Regions from separate parts of the Mus musculus genome. Here region 1 is linked to region 2. Evidence: chromatin contacts called from public promoter capture Hi-C data. All regions are on one chromosome and are shown on one strand. The core of a region is the stretch at or near the end of the contact, and the rest is flanking DNA. Distances in the headings are between cores, read along the strand shown.

Region 1 (7,172 bases), core at 535-3,034, 510 kb after region 2:
AAGGGACTGAAAAGATGTAGGCCTTGAAGAGAATGCCCCAGCAGCGGACATTAGTCAGTGTCTGCAGAGTAAGGAAGCTGAATCCCCCGAGAGGGCTGTTGAACACCTGCTTCCTCGAGTTTGGACTTTTCCAGATTCAGTGCGATTATGGAGTGTCTGCTCTGTGCACAAGGCTGAGATACTGCACAGGGTCTGCAGGCTCACTCCCCGGAGCTGCAGAAAGTGACTGAGCCCTGTTTTGATAGTCAGGGGGAAGGTCAGTAAAAAGCAACAGTCCAGTCCTAACACAAGGACAGAGGACCTCTGCAGGTAGAGGGGAAACGGACCGATCAGGGAGCGGCTGACAGAACAGGGCTGACTCAGCTCTGAGGGAGGTGGCTGCTCTCTGTGCCTCTGCTGACAAGTGGTTTTCTCTCCCTCCATTTCATACAGGCATTTTGTACACTGTGGTCCCTGGGAGAATCTCATTTGGCTTTCTTGCTTCCACCCAGCATCTGTCAGTGGTTGAGGGGGAATGATGCACTCAGATGTCTCCTCAGAAAAGCGCTATTACCTCTGAAACCTTTGGTGCCTGCAACGTACCTAGCCCCACAGCATCATATTCAGCAGCAGAGACCTGGGCTGGGGCAGGGAGGCCCATTCCATCCAAGGAAACACCTCTAGGGTCATTAGGCACAGCCTACCATCATCTGATGGTTGAAAAGATGTGTTTTTTCATTCAGCCCAGCTTGACCTCATACATTCGGGGTCCAGAAATGACAAAACAGGAGGGATGAGACCATTCCCTGGAATTCCCAAGGGGAAGCTGTCCTCTCCTAGCTAATGATGATGCCAATCTGGTCACTCAGAGAAACGAGGCCTCAAAAGTAAGCTTGAAGCTGGGGTGTCACAGGAAGCCTGAGGAACCAAGGTGAGCCACGAGTAAGCTTACAGGAGATACCCCCCCCCCCCCCGCCCAGTGCCCAAACATCAACTCTTCAAAGGCAAGCTAAGCTCTAATATAAACTGGAATGGGGGTCATCGGATAAGTGTAAGCTGTGCAACTCTGACAGCCTGCCCACCTCCCCCCAGTCCATGGTGGGAGGCAGAACACCTGTGACATCTGCATGTGTGTCATAGCATGTGTGCACCTGTGCACATGTGTGTGCAGACACAGTAATAAAAACAAAGAGGAATTTATTAAAGTGAAAAGGAAGAGGAGTTCGTGTTGGTCTGTAAATTACACAGATTTTTTTAATCCAATGCTTATTCATTTGGCAAATTCCAGAATATGCGCCACTGTCCTGGTTGGAAACAGTTTCCAGATACACCACCATCGAAGCCAGAGCGGGAGCTCAGTGCTGGCCTAGCATGCATGAAGGCCTGGCTTTGAACCCATGACACACTGCATAAGCCATGTGTGGCTGAACATACCCATGATCCCAGGGCTAAGGAGTTAGAGGCAGGGGGATCAGGAGTTCAAGGCCATCCTAGGCTACAAAGGGAGTTTGAAGCCAGTCTCTACATGAGTCTGGGCCTCTAACAAAAAACATCCAGACATGGAAATCTCAGGTGAGGTATTCCTGGTCCTGAAGAAAGAATTTTATTCTTATAAACAAAACACCCACAGTATGAACGAATTCTATGCATATGTATTCATGCATGTATATTTATAAATTAACTTATACATATGCATAATCCATTTACACATATGTAACAGAGCAGAACACGGTCTTTATCATCTTCTGGGCAGAGTCATGGCACAGGGCATTGGTGTAGCTGCCACTACAGGCCTCAGCGTGTGTGGGCTGGGAGTGTGGGAGGTGTTTGCAGCTCAGGCTCCCTGAAAGAGATGCTCCACACAGCTCTCTCTGCAGGCAGCAGATCCAGTATTCTGGTACTGAGAACACAATCATGTCTCACAAATCAATACAGACTATTCTTCATATTTGATTCCTGAATACAGGTTTGCAGTTAATTCATTATTAACTAATGTGCAAGTTAAGAGTGCTGATGGAGCAGTCTGCACGGCAGTCCCCAGCTCTTTGCTTCATCGGCCCACAGTGGCTGGCAAGGGTACTCATTCCAGGAAGGATGTTTATACTCTTGGTAGGGTGACGTCACCACACTACCCTCTTTGTTAAGAGTCAAGGAAAGATACTGGGTAGAGTCTGTCTCAAGGCCAAGGCAGCTGACAGGATACAACGTAGATGTTTCCCAGGCAAAGGAAAATTTGGACGGTTTATTTCAAGCTATTCAGAAAGGCTTCTGAGAGAGCATGTGTTTTGGGTTGAGGATAGACATGGTAAAAGGCCCAGAAGACAGGGATAACATAACCAGACAGCACTCAGTCAGAGCAGGCAAGCCCCCTTCCCACCTCCCAAGAGAGGGTGGCAGGGCCCTGGCAGATGCTGTGGGTGGGAGCTCTAACAGGTGGACCAGGAGAGACACTGTAAGAAAGCTATCACTGCGCATAGGTGCTGGGTGCCTGCCTGCCGTTTACAGGTTTTTAATGAGGTGAATGGCGCAGGATCTTAGCTTTAAGGGTGATTCGGTTTATTTCCTTTGGGGAGATGAACAGAGAATAAATAGAAGGAAAAGGAAAAAGAAGTTTGGAAGGAGAGGGAGGTTTCTGTGCAGAGAAGGCAAGGTCAGTCTTGGCAGCTTCCATTTACCTTCTTGCTCAGTGCATCCTGGGAAATGTCCTGCTGGACAAAGTCCCCAGGGCACTTTGTCCAAGAGCAAATTGCAGCAAATTCCACCCTGTTAGGTTTACCTCACTGTTCCAAGTATACCTCAGTCGCAGCAGATCTCGGCCACTTAGGCCCCATCCCCCACTTTCCTTGGCAGAGTTCCTACACCCTGTGTCCTCCTTCTCCCTGGGATAGTTTGGCTTCCTGCCTCCTCTGTGGTCTCCAGAAGCCACACCCCCTCCACCGAGGACAGAAGCGGCCCTAGGACCCCTATTAATGTAATTAACGCCTTTGCATCGCTTTCAAGTACAGCCATTATGGAAACCAGAATCCAGATGTGTGGTGGTTGCATCTCAATACACACCCATTCTGTGCCAGAGGCTGCCCAGGGTTGCCAGCCTGCTTAAGTACTGGTGGTGCTAATTACCGTGATAACGTGTGTTTATGTGGCGCCATCCTGCCCCAGCCACCTCCATGAGCACCAAGGCATGCAATTAACCATTGAGTATAAAGAGCAATAGCTAAGAGGAGTTTTCAGAAAGGGACCAGGGCCAAGCTTAACGCATGGCATGGCATGGCATGGCGGCTCTTCTTTCCTCAGGGAACAGGCTGTACGGGTGAGTCAGAGCTGAGGGGCACACTGAAATCTGAGCATCTCCCATCCTCAAGGCCTTTGTGAAGTCAGACCGGACCCAACTGCCAACTTGAGTGAAGAAGACTCAGCATGCCTGAGCTTGAAGCCAGAAGAGCAAGGCATGCCGATGTCAGAACCCTGGGGGTGTGGGGGATCCGGACAGACTGGGATGGTCAACCCTAGGAAGACATAGGGAGTAGGAGGGTTGGAGTACTCCACAGTGAGGGTGAAGAATGACCTCCCCCCCCCCCTCCGCTCCTGGGAACAGGAGGAAGAGAGGGCGCTACACAGCATGTGTGACTACAGTATCTAAAAGCTTGGAGTCTGGAGGGTTAGAGGTGGGGTGTGATCGGCAACAGAAAACCTGGGTCAGGCCCATGGAAGGGCAGCCTGTGCTCTGTGGCAGAACATCGCAGGGAACCCACACATACCTAGATAGTGCATTTTCAGAGGGATGCTGGCAAGTGAGACAGAGGGCAAGAGGTCAGAACCTTCCCCAGACAGAGGGGAAGGTGTGGACACCGAGATGAGAAGAGAGAGAGGCAGGGGACAGGGGTGTGTCAGTCAGCTCCCCGTCGCTACAACAAATGCCAGAGATGATCAGCATGGAGAGGAAGGGTCGATTTGGCTCCTGGTTTCAGAGTTCTCACCGTCCCTGGCTGCAGGCTGCATTGTTCCTAGGGCTGGGGATGGTAGTACATGCACCCTGACAGTAAGGGGCAGAACTAATGGCCAGTCACGGAGGGAAGTGAAAACATAGGAGGGGCTTGAGCTGGACTGGCCCCTTTGGAGGCAGGCTTCCAAAGACCTTCCCACCAGGCCCCAGGGCTCAAAGGACCGTGTCACATCTCAATAACAACATCAGGGACCACACCCACAGCACACAGGCCTTTAGGGGCTGTCTTAGTCAGGGTTTCTATTCCTGCACAAACATCATGACCAAGAAGCAAGTTGGGGAGGAAAGGGTTTATTCAGCTTACACTTCCACCGTGCTGTTCATCACCAAGGAGGTCAGGACTGGAACTCAAGCAGGTCAGGAAGCATGCAGAGGCCATGGAGGGATGTTACTTACTGGCTTGCTTCCCCTGGCTTGCTCAGCCTGCTCTCTTATAGAACCAAGACTACCAGCCCAGAGATGGTCCCACTCACAAGGGAACCTTCCCCCTTGATCACTAATTGAGAAAATGCCTTACAGTTGGATCTCATGGAGGCATTTCCTCAACTGAAGCTCCTTTCTCTGTGATAACTCCAGCTGTGTCAAGCTGACACAAAACTAGCCAGTACAGGGGCCAATTCAAATCAAACTACAGAGGTGAGTTACAGAAGCGGGGTTGATGCAGTGTGGAGGCACCAGGCAAAGCGAGATCAGTGGAAGCTCCATCTCCATAAAGGCATAAGTGGAAGCCCAGTTTTAAAATTTGCAGGGATTCCTGATTCAGGATTTGTTTGTGACTGTTAATTTCAACTGTCTGCTTGACTGGATTCAGAGACACTGAGTATTGGCGTGCAAAGGTGACCTTTCCACAGCGGCTTAATGATGAGGGAAGACCCATCCTGAATGTGGAAGGACCATGCCATGGGTTGGAGTTAAAGACTGAATAAGAAGGGAAAGGGAGGAAGCTAGGGGAGCAAGGATATCCCCCTAGTCTTGATCCACTGAGACATGAACAACCCCAGTCACACATTTCTACCATCATTAACAGCGCAGTGACTTCCTCACCGTGATGAACTGTCTCCCTCAAACCACGAGTCTATGTCTTTAAATCATTCCCAGCGGGTATTGGTCTCAGCACTGAGGAAGGCATCGAATGCACTCACACAGACTGGACAATCCCTTACAGTCCTTCTGGGGAGGAAATGAGGCCCTGGGCAGAGGCGATGCTGAGGTAGCTCCCGGGGCTCGGCCAGGATAGCGAGCCCTACAGCGTGGGGTGGACATCTGCTCGTCGACCGGAAAACCACAGCCCTGTTCTCATGTGGCTTCAGACATGTAATCTTTCTTGGCTCATTTCACCTCCTTTTTTTCCTTCTTCTTCTCTTGAAAGTTGTTATTGTTTTAAATTAGCTTTCAGCAAAAATGACCTCTTCCTGTGTACAAATGCCCGTGAAGTTTAACATGGCAATCTCTCATTCACTACCGTAGCCAGGGCTCAGATCTTCATTCCTGAGACCAGTTCCTCCCACAGCCTCTTTCCCCAAACATTGACAATCCCTAGTCTCGTTTCTATCTCTGTGGTTGTGTGGTTTGGGGAGCACCAGATACAGGGAGCCATGCCCTATGCCACCTTTGGCAACTGCTTCCCACACCCAGCAAGACACCTTGAGAGCCCCCAAGGTGCCGCGCTTATCCACAGTTCAACTGTGAAGTGGGTTCTGGGGAACAAGCTCTCCCAGGGTCCTCAGTTTTCAGTGGCTCCATCTGGGGAGTTAGGGATCCAGTTTCAGGCACTTGGAATCATTTGTCTCTTTGTCTTTTATCTGGTGTTTAATTTTAATTCTAGAGATATAACCCATGGCTACTGAAACCCCAGATGTTTAAAGACACAGACTCGGGCTTTAAGGGGATACAGTCCATCATGGTGGAGGTGGAAACCCAGGCAAGTGGGTACACTGGACTAGGCTGCAGGTGTGCAAGCACTGAGGGGCCCCAAGGTTTGAGGGCAACGAAGGGCAACTGCAGAGTAAAACACCACTCACTGACACCAGGTCCCCGGGTCTGGCTCTCAGGGAAATCCAACATCTCCCCCGTCGCATGTGTAACTAAGGTGTCACAGTGCCACGATGCCACCTGGGGTCCCCGGGCCGGGGGCGCTCACATTTTTCTCTGTCAGCAATCTGCCTTTCTCTCTTGACAGAGCACACCAGCGTTAGAGTGTGGGCCACATCTTTAATCTTGGCATTTGGGATTCAAAGGCAGGCAGATTGGTTCAAATCCAAGGTGGCTAACCTGGGCTACAGTACAAGATGCACTCTCAAATATCTTTCCATGCTGACTTGTACAGTCAGTCAGAATCGTCACGCATCTTTGTACAGCAAACTGAACCTCTCAGGATGTTTCAGGCTAACTGCTCAGCACACTGTTTTATCCCTTTGGGTGATTTCATGGATCTTCGCCAGTAACTCAGTACCCTTTGTCTACCCATGAAGAAGGTCTCACTCTGTCTTGGCACCTTTCAGAAAAAAATTATCAATATATGCCAGCAGAGAATGAGTAAATACAGAATTAGAAAGAAATGGCCAGGTATGGAGGCACACACCTTTAAACCCAGCACTGTGGGAACTGTAGGTGGACCTCTGTGAGTTCAAGGCCAGCCTGGTCTACATAGGCACACTGTCTCAAAATAACAAGAAAATATACGATAATTGTAATGGGTGTGTCATCTGGGATTTCTGTGTAACTTTTCTTTCTACTCAGTTCTTTCCAAGTTAAGATAGTAAATGTTAAAAATAAAATAAAATGAGCAAGACTTAATGCTATGCCAACACAAAATCACTGTTACATACAGATCTTGTGATGTCAGATCTTAAAAGTTTCCAAGCCTTTCTTTAGAACCCACTGGATAGTTCCTAGCAACATGTAGTCTATAGGATATGGTCTACAGTTCTTCAAATGAGCAGAGATATTTCCAGAAGAAAAATCAGATCCCAACACACACACCTATATCTCCAAAGCTAATATGCTCCAAAGTCAGTAATTGCAAAGTAGATCTAGAGCCAGTTCAAGTTTGCTCTGTGATTTTTATCAAGCATTCTCATGACTTTAGGAAATCTCTAGAAAGCCATCAACTTCAGCGTGAGTCAACTCCAAACGTGAGTCAGCCTGATTTCATCGTGGCCCCTACTAGGGGAATGCACGCCCACATTCC
Region 2 (7,342 bases), core at 4,498-6,997:
CCACACAAGAGAGGTGGCCCAGGGAGGAGTCTCTGGGCTCAGAGGCCAGCCAAGCTAGCTGAACGTTCAGGGAGAGATCCTGCCTCAAAAACTAAGATCAAGAGTGATTTGAGAACAATCCCACCAACTTCAAGCCTCTAGAAGTGTGTGCACACAGGACACACACACACACACACACACACACACACTGTACAGACAAGGTTTACTCAATGGCCTTGGGCTTTATTCATAATAAATCTCTACATCTAGTAATATTTCATCAAAAATGAGATTTACAGTACTTCCATTTAAACAAATGTGATTCCAAGAACATCTATTTTTAACTGTGTAGTTTGTCGGATTAAAGGGACAGATCTGGTTAAAGAGACTGATGACGAGCAGACATGATTTAACCTTGGGGTAAACACGTCCAGCGGAGCATCTGGCTGAATGAGCAGGACGCAGTGGCAATGGGCCAGCCTCAGCCTGGGGAAACCTACCCTGGCTTCCTGCACGTCCCAGATGTCTAACAGTAAAGGGTTTTCTTTCTTTCTTACTCAGTGTCTACTTTTCCCAATTCCTCCAGTACAGTCGTGTTGTACATACTGGCTGCCATGATTCTAAGAATGATGTTGATCGAGGGATCCAAAGTGAATGGTTATAGCCATGGGTCCCTCGAGTTTTCAAGCTCGCAGTCTCCTCTCTATGGTTGCAGGTTGTCTCAGTTTAAACTCTCCTTTTAGATTCACACGCTCCCTGAAAATAAGGACAATTACTGGCTCCTTAAATATGAGTAGGTTGTCTCTGTAGAACAGGAAGCTGCCAACACCCCCACATGATACACTAGTCACGATGTTCATCGTTGTTAGGGTGCAGATGCAAAAGTCAGCAGTTAGAAACTGTACTGCCCCTACAATGGTGTTGGGGTGCAATGGTGTTGGGGTGCAGAGACTGGTAGGAACTGTTTAGGTCATACAGACTGTTCTGTGAAAGAACTAACTCTGTCATGAGGAGGGTTTAGCCCCCATTTCTCCTGTTTGCCCTTTGGCCTTTTGGCCATGTGAGGTTGAAGACTCCCTCCTCCTTGAAAGGGGTGTGCCCTTCAAGGTATCTTGTTGGTGTCTGATCACCAAAGCTGCCAGCATCTTGACCTTGGGGAATCCGTTGGTAGAGTGCTCACCTACCGTGCATCTCTAGCACCACATGAACAGTGTGGTGGTACACACCTGTAATCACGCCTGTAATCACACCTGTAATCACACCTGTAATCTAGCACTGAGGAAATGGGGGATGGAAAAGTCGGGAGTTCAAGGCTATCCTCAGCTATAGACCAGGTTCCAGACCAGCCTGGGCTAAATGAGAGCTTATTTCAAACGAACAAATAAAAGGCCCAGAGTGGGACTCTGACGAATGCATCTGCAGTCCCAGCTACCACAGAAAGAGTCCAGAGGATCACTTGAGGCTGGAAGTTTCCAGCCAACTTAGGAACGTTAACAAGACAGTGTCTCGAACAATAAAACAAGGTGACATGGGTTCTGACTTTATCTTTGATGTGTCTCCTGATCCTACCTACAGTCCTGCAGAAGCAGTGGTCCCTGAATTTTGGGCAGATAGAGGACAACTTAGTTGTTTTGTTTGTTTGCTTGTTTGGTGCCTGTAGTTAACCACTAGGCAACAGGGCTTCCCTAGGAAACCTATCTCTAACCTACCCCTTACCTTTTCTCATTGAACACAAGATGTGAAAGACACTAGCTACCATTAAAGTAGACACAGGGCACCTGTCCTCTGGCACTTCTGTGTCTGCTCTCCCATGGGCACCAGCGCTGTTGGCTCACACTTTGGAATGCTGATTCCATTTCCCTGGCACAGGCACAAAGGCCATAGAGCCTTCCCAATTTCAAGTGGGTAATGGACTGTCCTAGAGGCCTAACTGTAGGCAAATGTTCAGTTTGCTCTTAGGTGCTTCCCATTATCTTATCACTGGAAAGGAAATGCACAAAGGACTCGTTGTGAGGTGCACATCCAGCAGAAGAGGCTGCCTGCTTTGTTTTTATGTAGACAGCCTTAAGGCTCGGGGCAAAAGTCTCTTGCAGTTCAGAAGATATTAGGACTCGAAGGAAAAGTTTTGCAATAATAACAGATTTAAGGCTGGGAAGATGACTCTGTGGTTAAGAGTAGGCACTGTTTGCCGGGTGTGGTGGCGCACACCTTTAATCCCAGCACTCGGGAGGCAGAGGCAGGCGGATTTCTGAGTTTGAGGCTAGCCTGGTCTACAGAGTGAGTTCCAGGACAGCCAGGGCTACAGAGAAACCCTATCTCAAAAAACAAAAACAACAAAACAAAAAGAGTGGGCTCCATTCTTCCTGAGGACCAAAGCTTGATTCCTAGTACCCACAGTAGGCCGAGCTCTAGATCCAGAATGGTCTGGTTGTTCCCCTGTCTCTCCGGGGTCCCGCACTCCCGTGAACATAGAAACATGCACATACACGTGACTAAGAATAACAATAAGCCAGGCATGGTGGTGCACACCTTTAGTCTTAGCACTTGGGAGGGAGGCAGAGGCGGGCAGATCTCTGTGAGTTTGAGGCCACCCTGGTCTACAGAGTGAGTTGCAGGACAGCCAGAGATACACAGTTAGATCATGTCTTCAGAAATAAATAAATAATAAAAAATATTTTTAATTAAAAAAAAAACCAATCAGATACTTTTTTTCAAGTGGAGTTTTCTTTGTGTTCTCATCAACGAATCCCGAGCCAGGTGAATTGTTAAGTGCCTTGAGAAGGAAGTATCAAGACAGCAGAAGACATGCCCCAAATCTGGGCCTCGGGGAACCCTGTGAGGAGGAGGAAGAGGCAAGAGCTGTGGTCCTGTGAAGGAGAGCGGGGAGAGGATGGGATAAGAATCTCAGGCTTCTGACAGATGTTAGGAGATGCAGATAAACTGAAGGGGAGTGTTGAGCCCACGAGAGGAGCCCCCATCTCTCTGTAACCAGCCTGCAGTCTTATCTTTTATGTGTGTCCTCAGTTCCAGGCCAGGAACAGCCAGCACAGAGCTTGGCCTTGGGAGGATGCAACGTTAAATGTGTGCATTGAACTCCCTGAAGAGGGACATCAGAGTCACAAGTGTTGTGGCCACAAATTCTGTACAGAAGACAAGTCTTTGGATGGTCAAGGATCCAGGGTTCCAAACAGATACCATGCCTCCATGACTACCAGACATAAGACATAACTGAGTGAATCCCATCACAGTCTCTGATGCAGGCAGACTGCCAGGGTGGATGGTAGCTACATCATAGTGTCCCCTTTATGAGGAACCAAGAGAAGCAGCTCCTGTGCCCAACAGCCAGGCAAAGTGATTCCTGCTGGACAGCCGGTAGGTTCTCTCCCTGTAACATGTGGGTTTTCTGGCTGATTTCAAGTACGGTGTTGTGTGGATGCTAAGACCCTGGTTTGGAGTCTACCTCTAACCTTGGCAACCTTCCAACTGTCACCCTTTATCTTCGCTCCTTCTCTTGGTCAGCGGTTCCCTGTGACCCATCCAGACTCTTTTCTGACACAGCCAGAAACGACACTTTAACCCACGCTGCTACCACTTAAAGCCAGACACACTCCATTTTAAACACTTCAGTTTATTCTTTTTATAAGAATGCTGTCTTGTAGAAATGGGATATAAGCTACATGTGATGTGAGATTTTCCAGTAGGGTTTTTTTTTTTTTTTTAAGTAAAAGCAGGTGGACTGGAATCTTTTGAAGTCTGCGCATATTTTATATTTACCCTTGCATTTCCATTTAGACCAGCTATACTGCAAGAGCTCCGTGCTGTGGGTGAACAGTAGATTTGCACTGTACACTAGAGGCTTAAACACAAAGTCCATGAGGGCAGACACAGAAGAGCCTTTAACCAGTTTTTTTTTATTTGCTTGGCTAAAACTTTTGTAGCTTTCTTGGGTACTTCTGATGTAAGCCTTACTTCTAAATGGAGGGATACGTTCTACTAACAGGTATAGTGACAGTGAGACCTTGAAATTTTCGGGGTGTGTGTCTGCAATGTGAGTGATGTCCACCTGAGTGCAGGTACCCACAGAATCCATAAAAGGGCATCCGACCTCCTGGAGTTGGAGTTGTAGGCAGTTGAGAGCTGCTTTCTCCTGAGAGCTGGGGCCTGCAGCAGTCCTCTGAAAGAACAGCTAGACTATGCCATTGCTCCAGCTCCAGTCTTCAGGGAAACTTCAAGGTTTTTCTGTTTTAGTTTTCTTCTCTGGCTCACTCATCCTAGGCTCCATCTGAGAAACCACGTAATACCCAGTGGTAAGGTATATCTAGTAAGAAAAGGGGGGAAACATACCATGTAGTAGAGTGGTAATTTATACCGTATGTTTTGTGTAGTCTGTGCTTCTTATACTACTTTGTAGACTTCTTTAAGTTACTTAGAAAATAGTGTTAATATTTCAGGCAGAAAATTTATATAATTTATTAAAAACTTCTCAAGGACTGGTGAGGTGGCTCAGGCTTGCTGATGGCCTGACAACCTGAGTTCCTGCTCCAGGACCTACATGAAGGTGGAAGATGCTCAAGACTATTAATTCAAATATTCGTAAGCTAGAGTTTTTCAAACCATGGTATAAGAATAAAACTGAGTAAGTAGTGTGCCTGAAACCTGACTGGTGGATGTAGGGGCATACAAGTGTATTCATTTTTACAACCCTAAAGCAACAGGCCATGCATAGAAACATTAGGAGCGGCCACTTTGTACAATAGAAGTCACTGAAACATGAGCACTACACTCCAGATATTCATTTCCTTTTTTAAACTACAGTAATGGACTTCGAGAGACTTCCCAGGAGTTGCTGCTCTTACACAAGACCTGGGTTCTGTTCCCATGGTCTCATAACCAGCTGTTATTCCAGTTCCAGGGGATATGACACCCTCTTCTGGCCTCTATGGTACATACACCCAACCACATAAAAATAAAATCTTTTTAAAAAGGAAATTGTAGTAGCGATTGGACCTACTGCTACATCTTGTTGAATGGATTGCTAGACAGAAACATAGTATGTATGCTATCTATGGCTTCTAATGTCTTGCATCAGGCCTCCAATACTATTTCAACACGAAGGCAACAGGTTTGACCTACAAAAAGGTTAAGAATTCCAAATTTTTAGTCTACTGCTTTGGTCTAGAAAGCCAACCACCTGCATAGGTGGTTTACATAGGTTAAGACGGTTCTCCACTGTCCACTGATGGTTGTGCACGGTTACTCTTTACAGTTACTTCATCTGCTCGCTCACACTCACCTAGCAACCACCAGACACCCATCCTGCACGGGACTTGCATCCGACCTTAGGAGGCTCCGCAGAGGAGAGCTCGGGCGGGATGGTAGCGCGTTCTCTCCACGCACACCTGACTCTGCTAGAGGCTAGGTCGTGACACCTGAGACAAACAGGTTAAGCTTAGTAGAGACTGCAGCATCGGAATCCCGGGGCTTGGAGGAAGGGAGAATTCCCAGGTGGCACCCACAAGGGTTCTGCAAGGAACTCAGGGGTCTCGGGAACCCTGGGGGCTGGGGAGGGCGGCGGAGGCGCAGAGCGCGGTCCCCGCTGGTTGCAAGTCCAGACCCCCGGGGGCACGTTTCTCGCCGTTGCACCCGGAAGCGCCTCCGCCCGGCGCCTCGGGCGGGACGGACCGCGGCTGCCCGCAGTGGGCTCCCGCCCGCTCCTCGCTGGCCCCCGGCTCGGCGCTCCGGGGCGGACGCGCGGTGCGTGCGGACGGTCACGTGGCGGCGGCGCGCGGGGCTAAATACGCGGCGCCGGCCATTTTGTGCGAGAAGCCGCAGCGCCGCCTCCCTGCTCGCGCCCCACCGCCGCCTCCGCGTCTTCCTGCGCCCCGGGCTTCCGCCGCTTCATTGATTTCCGTTTCTCGCCGCTGCAGCCTCCTGACACGGTGATCCGGGCGGGCCCCGCGGGAATTCTATCCTCTCACCGGCCTCACACTAGTGTCGCATGTCCACTATCCAGAACCTCCAATCTTTCGGTAAGGGCCAGTGGCCGGCCGCCGCCCGCGTCCCTCTGGGCTTTGTCTCGGCGCCCAGAAGATGGCGACGGGGGGCTCCCCGCGACCCTAGCCCGGGGGATGCCCCTCTCCGGGCCTCGGACACGGCCTTAAGTGGGCCTGCGACTCCGTAGAGGCGAGGGCCCGACCGGCAGGCGCTTGGGGAACTTGACACTGGCAGGAAGACAAGGGTCTCGGGGACTCACAGGACGGTCGGGGGACACGCCAGGGCTGCAGGGGGACCCGCCAGAGGCTGGGGGGACTGACAGAAAGGCCGGGGGCTTCAGAGACCCGTAAGGGAGCTACAGTACTTGCCAGGGCTGCAGAGACTAGGACTAGGGGCTTGCAGGGAACCTGACAGTGACAAGACGCTGGGAGTCTCTGGTGTTATCTCTCTTGTGGCCTCGGGGCTGGCCAGGGCTTTGCAAGGAGACTGGAGGGGTGGGGCCCAGAAGCTGGAGAACCTGACAGCTTTAGGGTGACTGCGAGACCTGTGACTCTCAGACGACTCACAAGTGTGTGTGTGTGTGTGTGTGTGTGTGTGTGTGTGTGTGTGTGTGTTGGGGCATGGGGGGCGGGGGGTGGCCTTGCTCAGTCCTTGCTGGGAGGGAAGGGAAGTTAAGGGCTTAGAGGATCTGCGACTCAGTCGGCCAGGACTGGAGGGGGGGGGGGTGCCAGAGAGACCTGTCACTGACCGGAGCTGGGGTGGGGCTGGACCCAGCTGGTTTTAAGCAGCCCCCAGAGGCGTCTGTTTGAAACACTTAGGAGAGAGGCCTCTGATTTGACTTGGAAGTGGCCCTGTTGTCTCTGCTTGCAATCATTTTGTAAATTACACCTCGTGAGGTTGCATGTATATGTTTATATGTGTTTTATAAGGCTCAGTTACTATGTTAACTAATTGGGGTGGGTGTTTTTGAATGTTGTAGTCGAAAAATAGTGGCGGTGACGCATGTTCTTGTGGCGGCTGTATGAAGGCTGTATGAAATTAGGGTTTCGTAAATGTTTTCTGTCTCATTTGCTGGTGGCTTCCACAGTGGTGGTCTCTACTTTTAAGCTCAGATATCGGCATACAGAGCCTGCTTAGGTTTTTCTCCTTTGAAAAACTTATTATCAGTGAGCCCCACCCTCGCCTGCAGAAATGGAGCAGGAGTGCTGGAGGCCTCACCGAGGTCTGTCTGGATATGGAGTGGAGCACGCTTCTACATACTACTTTGTAATTTGTTTTCTACTTTTCTGCTCCTCTACAGACCCCTTTGCTGATGCAACTAAGGGCGACGACTTACTCCCGGCAGGGACTGAGGACTACATTCATATAA

Evidence for each region. Promoter capture Hi-C pulls out the DNA fragments that hold promoters and counts their contacts.
Region 1: a contact with region 2 is called in a promoter capture Hi-C map of hippocampal neurons, with 5 times the contacts expected there. The contact joins the enhancer-like site here to the promoter of D830035M03Rik in region 2. A contact is called at or near these places in 4 of 39 promoter capture datasets (embryonic stem cells, hippocampal neurons and liver), 1 of 15 datasets of contacts at CTCF or cohesin (large pre-B cells), 4 of 115 datasets of contacts at active chromatin or transcription factors (bone marrow-derived macrophages, embryonic forebrain, embryonic midbrain and 1 more) and 1 of 9 other capture datasets (embryonic stem cells).

The regions. Positions count from the first base shown.
Region 1 is chr9:120,999,022-121,006,193 of GRCm38.p6, forward strand. All of the region lies in intron 35 of Ulk4 (unc-51-like kinase 4), which reads right to left. Gm34945 (a long non-coding RNA gene) reads left to right here. Exons shown (of 2, transcript XR_003948093.1): 2 at 1-1,200. Among named protein-coding and RNA genes, the nearest start is that of Gm34945, 26 kb to the left of the region's middle. Within about 2 kb of position 1,785, at least 50 of the 459 cell types and tissues checked have an H3K27ac peak or open chromatin away from gene starts, as enhancers often do. A contact at or near this core is called in embryonic forebrain and hippocampal neurons, where this site is marked.
Region 2 is chr9:120,486,834-120,494,175 of GRCm38.p6, forward strand. It overlaps D830035M03Rik (RIKEN cDNA D830035M03 gene), which reads right to left and starts at 5,748. Exons shown (of 2, transcript NR_166642.1): 1 at 5,273-5,748; 2 at 3,588-4,297. Eif1b (eukaryotic translation initiation factor 1B) reads left to right here and starts at 5,773. Exons shown (of 4, transcript NM_026892.3): 1 at 5,773-6,008; 2 at 7,274-7,342. The coding sequence starts at 5,978.